2 separate regions of the Danio rerio genome follow, and region 1 is linked to region 2. A link is a contact called in public Micro-C data. All regions are on one chromosome and are shown on one strand. Each heading gives the region's core, a stretch centred on a gene start, on an enhancer-like site or on the middle of the called end of the contact. The rest is flanking DNA. Distances are from core to core; before and after follow the strand shown. Region 1 has its middle 60 kb from the start of fam49ba. Region 2 overlaps LOC137487932 (a long non-coding RNA gene).

What was found. A called contact is a pair of places that touch in the nucleus more often than the background predicts.
Region 1: a Micro-C map of caudal fin shows a contact between it and region 2, with 2.3 times the contacts expected there. The contact joins two enhancer-like sites. A contact is called at or near these places in 2 of 18 Hi-C or Micro-C datasets (caudal fin and an unstated tissue).

The regions. Positions count from the first base shown.
Region 1 is chr2:35,169,592-35,174,877 of GRCz12tu, reverse strand. No RefSeq gene overlaps it. Among named protein-coding and RNA genes, the nearest start is that of fam49ba, 60 kb to the left of the region's middle. Within about 2 kb of position 2,662, at least 17 of the 62 cell types and tissues checked have an H3K27ac peak or open chromatin away from gene starts, as enhancers often do. A contact at or near this core is called in caudal fin, where this site is marked.
Region 2 is chr2:35,121,147-35,126,097 of GRCz12tu, reverse strand. All of the region lies in intron 2 of LOC137487932 (a long non-coding RNA gene), which reads right to left. Among named protein-coding and RNA genes, the nearest start is that of fam49ba, 110 kb to the left of the region's middle. Within about 2 kb of position 2,112, at least 13 of the 62 cell types and tissues checked have an H3K27ac peak or open chromatin away from gene starts, as enhancers often do. A contact at or near this core is called in caudal fin, where this site is marked.

The sequences.
Region 1 (5,286 bases), core at 1,413-3,912, 48 kb before region 2:
TAGTTAACACCAGTACAGCATCTTTGGGTGTTTTATATTTCTGAGCTTCCTCTACATTTCCACCTGTAGCACTGAGACTGAGAATGATTATGTGTTAAATAATTTCCATTCATACTCCAAGCATTGACCACCTTCCTCAATATTGATAAATTTTCTGGTTTGATCTCAAGCCTACGCAAATAACTGAGAAAGCACCAATCAGAGGGCGCATTTTTATGGTCATTATGTAGAGTCTTTACAAGGTATTTTACAGCATTTTAAAAATACAAGACACTGAAGTATTCTAATACAAAAAAATTACCCATTTTCATAAACATAATCAAATACAAATTACGAAACACAATTTTTTATTGAAAATACATATTTTAAATACTTGTATCGTAAATAATGCCGTTACACCAAACCAGTTTCTAGTGAAAACTGCTGAGATATTACAGTAAAAAAAAATGGTGTACGTTGAATCAACCTTTGTTTCTTTAATTAGCAGTTAGCGGGAAGCAGCACTTCCCTTTCTGCATTCAGCAACAGTCTGCTCTGAATGATTTTACTTTGAATAACTAGGCAAACAATAGTTCCCCTCTGAGCAACGCTCTGCCATGTGGGCTGTGCTTATGTCAACAAACAGCCTCATTACCTCTAATATGATTTCCTCTGCTATTTCTCGCTTTCTTTCCTCTATTTGCACACACAAAGATGGGGGGCAAAGTGCAGAAGACTCCTGGAAGTTGTCATTGTTGTCAGCGGCTGGCCTGTTCTTCCACTCTAAACACTGCTGAGGTGCAAACAGCTCCTTTTCACTTTTGCTACTTTATTTTTTATGCAGGGTCAGTTCAGCCACCATCCATCTAAATAAAATGACCATTTACTATGAATGCATGTGTACAGCTGACCCAAGAGTGAAACGCTTACAACTGTAATGCTGCTTTAAACCTGAAGCTGTTTTTTATCCGCAGTTCATGCACTTTTGTTGGCTTCTTTGCTGTTCTATATGAGCCAGAAAGTCATCCAGGATGAAAGCTAACATGAGGGTAAGTGCAATCCGATATTCTTATCCAGTTAAGATATGAACCACCATATTTAACATGTTTACATACAAAGGTTTGAAATAAAATGCGGGCTCCTCACACCTGCTGTATTCTCATATTGCAGCAAACAGCAGAGTCAGCCTGGATTCTTTACCATATTTTCACAACATTAGCAGTGCCGTGTCACCATGACTCATTATTACTGGTATATCATTGTAATGATTAAGCTCATAGTTTTCTTTCAGCACTATTTTACTTTCAGACCAGCCCAATTCCAATTCATGTCTAGTCTAAACCGCCTTTAAATATTAACCTGAGTCTTTGATTAATTAACTTTGCTGATAAATTGCAGTTCATGATTTTAAGATTAAGACATTCCTCTGGTACAAAAGCTCTATAATTCCATAAGGAACCTTTAAAGGTAGCATAGAATGCATTGATACATTGATTAAATTGTTCTCTGATATTTACATAGAATGTATGTGGCTTAGGTAAGTGCAAACAAAACTCCAGAAAAGGCTTTAAAACCCCATTTCGAACCCAAGTAATTGGCCAATATAGAATAGAAAGGTCTTATTTGACCTTGTTTGGAAGAGGTGACTTGAAAATATTAATGAGCTCTGCATCTTCTGATGCTTACACAGTGTAATGTACTCCTAAATACATGCATGCGAAATATTCAAACTTCAGTTGGCAAAAATATTTTATCAAATCGAGTAGACTCTTTGTCAAACGGTGAACAGTTTTACGTTAGGAGCAAGTGTTACTATAATTATTGTAATTTTCTAAAAAAACATTGTGACCAATCAAACCCAGGAGGGGGCCACACAATGGCTTATCCAACTTATCCAGCATATATTTTACGGAATGGATGCCTTTCCAGCTGCAACCCATCACTAGAAAACACCCACACACACTCATTCACGTGCACACGCAGACTCATACACTGCGGTCAACTTAGTTCTTCAATTCACCTATAGCACATGTCTTTAGACTTTAGGGGAAACCCGAGCACCCAGAAAAAACTCATGTGAACACTGGGAGAACATGCAAACTCCACATAGAAATGTGACCAACTGACCCAGCCAGGACTCGAACCAGTGACCTTCTTGCTGCGAGACAATTGTGCTACCCACTGTGACGCCTCATTTTTTGCGTAAATATCTATATTTCATTCCATGTCACTTAGAAACTTACACTCCTAAAAATTTGCTAGTTGATATTGAACCTTTAAGTTATGCAGAACCTTTCCATTGCAGAGTAGTTTGATGGGCCTTCGATGGCATTGTGACAAATAAAGAAATTAATAAATTAAAAAATAAACTCTTAGGAGTCTACAAAGTTTGCTCATTTTGCCTTTGCATAGCAGTATTGAGGTCTCCTTTCTTGAGTATTTGAGTCATAAATCAGAGGGTTTTAGGTGGAAAGTTTCCGCTCAGCTTGTAGGCTCCACAGCGAGTCCTCAGGGATCTCCCACAGCTACGGTCCACGACTCCAGCGGGCTGCCCATTTAACACAAGGGTAAATAAACAACACTCGCCTGCTGACACATAAACAGACACACGCTCCTTCTGGAGGCAGTTGTAGTCTGCCACAGTTTAAGTAAACTCTTGCGTAATAAGGAACTGTGCAGACAGCTTTGGCAACAATGGCAGTACTATGCAGAGAGGGTCAGGGAGGCCTGCTGTCGGAGATAAAAGAGTAATCAGATGCTTTTTTCCTCATTCAGTTTTCACCCAGAAGACTGGAAATGAAAACATGAAGACACATGCACTGAATTTCAACTCTCAAAGTGAGCGTGAGTTCACTTCCCAGGCCGAGCGGGACTCATTCTTCACCTCTGTGTGAGGTGAGTTCAAACACAACAGAGGCCATTCATGGGGTCACCATCGCATCAAACTCTCATTCGCTCACTGCACGACAAGTAGCACACAATGCTGGACCTGTGCCCACTATCCCGGGAGATCGCAATAACTCTGGGAACACGCAGCGTTTGCTCATTCACAATAGAGCCTTCTCAGTCATATGTGGAGGAACTTTCTAGTGCAAACATCTGCACTTGAGTTCAGTTCCACTTGAACGATTCGGTTCATTCATAATGGAGCATTGCTGAGATCCCCATCAAACTTTCCTCCATGATCATGTGATTAAGCCACTGACAGATCTGTCATCCTCATATCAAGTCCAAGTAATGATCAGTCATCTCTAATGATTTTACTTTAATAAGCTAGACAGCTTCTTTTTCTATGCAAAATTTGACATTGTAAAAATACTGAAGGCAAGTCTTATCACATGACTGCACAGCACTTTCTTTATCAGAAATAATAGATCAGAAATAATAAGCCAGTTATTTTTCCAATCCATTGGTTTTTGAACTTTTTAACTCCTCTTCGAATAAAAACTACTTTTACTTCCCCCAAACTTATTTTTAATTCTGAAAAAAAAATGTGTTTTGTGTTTTTCAGCTTCATTAAAATAATTAATTCATTAATTTTACTCTCTTTATTCATCAGGGGTTACCATTGCAAAATGAACCGGCAACTTATTCAGCATATGTCTTACACAGCGGATGCTTATTCAGCTACAACCTAGTACTGGAAAACATCTAAACACACTTATTCACACACATACACTATGGGCAATTTAGCTTATTCAATTCACCTGTACCAGATGTCTCTAGACTGTGGGGGAAACTGTAACACCTGGAGGAAACCAATCATTAAAATAATATTCAAACAAAATAGATTAAACACTTGAACATATATGCTTTGCAGATCAGAATTAACTGTCTATACACTCAAAAAATGACGTTTGCTGTTTGTTCAAATTACATATTTGAAATGAGCTGAATCAATACAATTATCGAGTTTTTTTTTTTGCAACAACTTAATTGTTTTATTTTTAATTCACCTAAATCTGTAAAAATTTAATTGATTAATTTAATTCCTTTGTGTTGTCTATTTTACAGTGTATTTAGAGTGTCTGGTGTACTTTTATAAATACCACTGATCAGTTTTCCAAAACATCACTTTTTTTTCCGGCTGATACTGTAATATCACTCAGGCCTGTAGCCAGCCTGGTGTAGAGGCTGGTCCTTTTTTCTTAAAAAGTGGATCTTTTTGCAGTTATTTACCTTATTTTCTATTTAATTATGAGGTTTAAATACTGCATTTTAGTGACATTTTAACCACTATTTTTAGCTGGATTAGTTTGTCAGAGGGTCATCATAATCACTCTTTTTAATGTACCATAAACAGTTAAAACATTAACATGCAGAGCTTCTTGATTTTTTAAATCTTTTTTAGTGAAAAAAAAAATATTCAAAAAGTTCATCGACAAAAATAGCCTTATTATTATAAAAATAAACTCTAATATGGGCACCTTTTTATAGTTATTTTGTTTTCTTTCAAGAACTCCAAGACCTAAAATAAAAGTTACTTGTAGTGAAAGATGACTCCACTTACATCAGATTCCGTGTTATGTATTTATTTATTTATTTATTATTTTTTTGCACAACAGGACATGGTGTAAAATTGTTTGCATTTATTGAAAGCTTTCTTTGATGCTTTCACAACTTATGATGGCACAGCAGTCAAAATTAGACAAAAGAGCTCATGTATGGGACAGATTCTGGACCTTTTATCAGTGGAGGATGGGTCTTTCATCACACTTTTTTATTTTCATGGTCTGTTTGTTGAATTTAAGTTACATTGCATCTACATGCCAACTAATTCTCGTTAGATTATAAGTAGACTGTAAGGTTGGGCTTAGGGTTAGTGTAAGACATGTATTTGCTAAGTTTCTTATAGTCAGTTAAACATCTGTTGAAGGAGCAGTATAAACATTACGCAGACAGTAATCTTTAAACATCTTTTTTTTTTTTACAAGCACTTCCAAAACAAAACTTTGACTAACTATAGGCAAACAACAGACTTCTCCAATTTGGGCCAAATGTCAATGAATGACCATATCGTGTTTAATATTACTGGCTTGATTTATTTATTTATTTTCTGTATTTGCACAAAAATAATAGGTCAAAGTGTGAACGACACTGCTGTTGAGCCCTAAAGCCCATGATGAATCCCTGGACTAACAAAAGACAAGCAGTAGATTTCACTCGCTCTCTGGGCTTTAAAGTCATACAACGATGGGCGTGCTTTAATAAAGCAGATATGAGATGAATATATCTTTAAAATTTCCAGTGAATGAAGTCAAATATGGGTAGGGTTAATGTAAATTCTAGAGAGGAACATACATGAAC
Region 2 (4,951 bases), core at 863-3,362:
CACTTCAATAATCATGTGCACGTTATTATCATCAGTTAAAGAAGTTTGTTATTTCAAATAGAGACGTGCGGCGAGCGCTCTCAAAAAAACGCAACCGTTCATGCTTTTAGACAGCTATGTAAACAACTATAATGCACAGGGTAGATTCTGCTCTTCTTCTTGGCTTTGTAGCTGTTCATCAAGACGACGACAAGGTTTTTTAAGCTCGGGTCCACCATGGCTCATTATTTTATGTGTATAGTATTACGGTGTAATGTCTTGGCTGTGTATTTAAAAAATGCTGCTTCATTTGTCTTGATTCTCCTGGCTTGTGTACGCGCTGGTGACGTATCTCTTTAAACCAATAGCGTTCAGTTGCACATCTAGCTCAGCATTTTGGTACCCTTATGTCATGTTAGATACCCTTTTTTAAAAAGTGGTATGGTATGGGTTGCTTTTAGGTACCTCTTGACAGTGGAAACATCCATAAAATTGTATCGAACCATGCCGTACTTTTTCACTCAGTGGAAACAGGCCATTAATGTATCTGAATCAGATCAGGACATTCCTCAGATCGGGACTTGTAGACCTGTGCTTCAGTGGATTTGCTCTACAGTTTTTGAACTTTCAGCAGTGAAATTTAAACCTCACTGAACTAAACTAAACTGAACTTCAACTCAGAAATCTGGACTTTACTAAAACTTTGTTAAGCTACTTAGACACTATCTATATTGTAAAAAGCGCTGCATAAATAAAAATGATTTTATTTAAATTGAATTGTTAGACCTGTAATGCATGCTGAGGCTAATGCAAGTTATATACATTGTTTTTTTATCAATGGTTGAGCCAATCTAATGTTTCACACAGTAAATCATAGTTTAAAAGTTTACGCAAAAAACGAAACATCTGACATCATTTACTCTTTCTCAAGCAGTTCCAAACCTGTATCCTTTCGAGAAACATAAAGATGAAAAATAAGCCTCAGTGTCTATACACTGAAAGTTAATGGTGTTTAACATGTTTTGAACCCCACAGACATTGAATTATATGAACCCAAGTAGCTTGAAAATACCTTATTTATGATCCACAGATGAAAGAAAGTCATGCAGGTTTGGAACAACATGAGGCATATGTTTCATTTTAGGTCACCTAACTCTTTAAGCATTCAAACAGTTTTTTGGGTCACTGTACATTACCAAAGGCCATCCTGACCAAAAAAAAGACTCTTAATACACACAGCCAAAGGAACAACAGAATTGCTAATTCAACTAAAACTGCAAAGGATCCAATTACACTCCATAATGGCGCATGCACAATGTGAGTGACAAAGCCTCTTTCTCTTTCAGCAGAGACGGCGTTGTATACACAGAGTCTGACAGCACATGTGAAAGGATTTGATCCCTGCTTCATCTCCAGCCTGCTGTAGACCTGTATATGAGGCGCCACAAACGTTTGGAGATAATACTTGCTATTGTTGGTCCTGTTTAGACCTTATTAAACTACAGTATATATAATATCTGTGAAACTAAGTCAACAAGGAGTCATTAGCTAATTGGTCACTTAACTGATTTTTTACTGACTATAAGTTTGCAAGTATGTTGCTCTGACTAAGCTACCAAACAATGACCGTTCGCAGACATGGTTACAAAGATACTTATATAACAAATGGAGTATCTAAAAGGGGCCATCAAAATAAAGTGTATCCCATTGCTGTCCTAAAGTCAGCTTAGTAAGGCTCCAGTCCATGAAAGCGGTGAAAAACACTTGCTCAGTTTTCACGGAATTGTGTAAAGGAGCATGAAAGATGAATGACAGCAGTTGGAACTTAGCCTGGGAACAACCTTATGGATTTCTCAGCTCTTTGCCTCTGGCATACAGCGCTTTTGTTAAATCAGCTCTGAGAACTGAGCACTTTAGCAGTCATTTGTCACAGGTACATTATGTAATTCAGAGTCAGGCACACCCTGGGTAAATTAGGAAAACATCCATGATGGGACTTGTTCGCACATAAGAAGTAACATTGCATTTCCCTGCTCGGGCTCGACACTATTTCAAATGGCAAAGTGCTGAGTAGGCGATGCCATGTGCATTATAGTGCCAGAAGGCAGCATTCTTTCCAATCAGCCTCTTTCATGTGAAGCAACTGCTCGGATGCACTGCTGACACATAACACTGTGTGAATGTAATGAATGCTCCTCATAGGGCAGGTCTCTGCATGAGTAATATGATGGCGCACTGGATCTCAGCCAGTGCAAATACTCACAGTGTAAGCGACGTCTTTGGCGTGCACATTTATTTCTCTTTAGTAATATGAATGGTAAGCAGTAAATCATAGGCATGTACAAAGCAGTGACAGATGATTTGAGAAGTGCTTTTGGAAAGCATTGTGTGTACAGTCTTTAGAAGCAGCTGAAAAGTTCAATCTTATCTGAACGCTCTGAAGTTTAAAGATCAATGGCAGCTTTTTATATAGGCAGACACTTCAAGATTGTGTCAAATAAAAGCCTTGCATGAACAGACCTATCATACACTGCCTGTGGTAAACTTTTTTATATGAATAGAGCTTTATAACATTATTTAAACAAATTTTAATTATAAGATTATACAGGCACATTACACCAAAAAAAATAAAAATAAATAAATAAATAAATAAATCTGTCATTATTTACCCACCCTTGCTGCAAACAGAATAAAGTTTGAGCAAAGTCCCTTTAAGACATTGGCTTCAAACTCAATTCCTGGAGCGCTGCAGCTCTGCACAGTTTTGCTTAAACCCTGATCAAACACCTCTGATCCAACTAATGAAGGCGCTCATGACTCTTTTAAACCACTTGATTATTTGGATCAGCTATATTTGATGGGGTTGGAGCAAAACTGTGCAGAGCTGCGGCCATCCAGGAATTGACTTTCAGACCTATGCTTTAAGTAATTTCACCCGGCGCCCATCTTTGAAAGGCCTCTCAGGCAGTATAATCTGTTTGAATGGGGAAACATTAAATTCTCCAAAACTGCTTGTCAAGCTTACGACTAAATTTCATATTAGGAATCACCAATAAAATTAAACAACAACTGTTGATTCTGATAGTAAATGTTGTATTGCCGTCTTTTAGGTTGAATCTCAGTTTTAATGTGCTATTTTGTTTAAAAACAAAGCATCTGCTTGTCAGCACGACAGCAATAAAATCCAATGGACAGCCGATCGCTTTCACTCCAAAATGGCGGAATCCGGGGCTGTTGCCGGGCACTGCTGTTGCAATGGAACGTTCTATTGAGTGTCACCTCTTTGTCATTCTAAGCTCTTTGGTTTGAGTCAGACCACAAAAGAAGATATTTTGGAAAATGCTGGTAACCAACAGTTGACATAAGCCATTTCTCATTTCAGAGGCTGCATCCTCGGAAGGATGCGTTCGAAGGGCGCTGTGTCATTATGTTGTGGCGAAGGCTGTCTCATTTTTAAAAAATTCAAAGTCTCCCTCAAATGCAGCCTTCAAATGTGTCCATCGTTTCCCAGGTCATGAAGGACAAAACCGGTGGATCCTTTGCGGGCCTCGAATGTCCCAAGATTGATTGCGCGCTGATAATGGCAGGAGATTTTTAAAATAAAACTCCAGATTAAATGTATGAATAAGGTTTTATTTACTTGGATATCTAAACACGTTAAAAAGAAAAAGTGTATGACATGTCTTTCTAAAAAGGTATTTTGTTCACATTTTTATTTGTACATGTATGAATCAAAAGAATTGTATTTCCAGCTTTTATAAGCCTTGCTTTGCCTTCAGATCACTTAAAATAAGTTTTAAAATCACTCTGAAAAAAATTACAAATTTTATTACCGCTTATTAACGGCAGCTACATCTGCTCATTTCAAAATGCTCGGTTCGGCCTGCGAGGACTTAGAAGGACTCACTCTTGAAGTCAGCATCCTTCCAAAAAAATTGGAAAGTCTTTGGAAGTCAATAGCTGCCATCAAGTGTTTGGTTACCACCATCCTTAAAATATTTTATTTTGTGTTGAAAAGAAAAAAAGAAAGTCAGGTTTTCAAAACAGGTTTGGAACAACTTGAGGAATAGTTCTTTTTACTGTCTTCGCAATGTCAAACTGAATGTGCTGGTCTTCATTCAGGTAGAAATGCCTGTTAGACAAGCTGTGAAGAAATCAGCCATAGTCAGATCATCAGGCTGGAATGAGAGGTAGAGTTAACTGTCATCAGCATAGCAGTGATAAGAAAAGCCATGTTTATTATGACAGATTCAAGCAATCCCATCGAGGATAAAGAAGAGAAACTGTCTCTGAACTGAGCTCTGGGGCACCCCGGCAGCAAGATTCTGCATGCCCATGGACACCTCAACAATCCTGAATTATCAAACTATTTACTGTTCACCACAGAAAATAAGCTCACAACTGGATGATACAGTATGTGCTCATTTAGCGCTTGAAGGTGATTGTCATGCACATTTTGTCAGTAAAGCCTGTTCTGCAACTCCAGCATGAGATGTCAGATTGATACAGTTCACAGATTCACTGACAAGCAATGCAATAAATCACACATGATTTAATCTCATGATAATGAAATCAAAGTTAACCATTCTGCTATAATGACAGTCCTTTTGCATAACTTCTCAGTAAACTATGGCTGTCTGAAGTAAACGCTACACTGTAAAACCCAACAGTCAACTTAATCAAATGAAACGAGTGTAGTTACCTTAAAATTGACTGAAAGGTATTCTACTCATTTGAAACGAGTTTTGAACTCAGTGTTGAAGATTAGTTTTGTTTTAACTCAAAGGGTTTGTAGCAACCAGTTTCCTCAAACAGTTTGAGTTGCCTTAACTTGTTGGGTTTTATACTCAGTTAATTTGAGTTCTCTTCATGTATTGGGTTTAACTGTGCTCGGATTTCTTTATTTAATGGATTAAAGTCACAGTACTCATTAGGATTATTTTTTTAACTTAAATGGTTCATTGCAATCGGT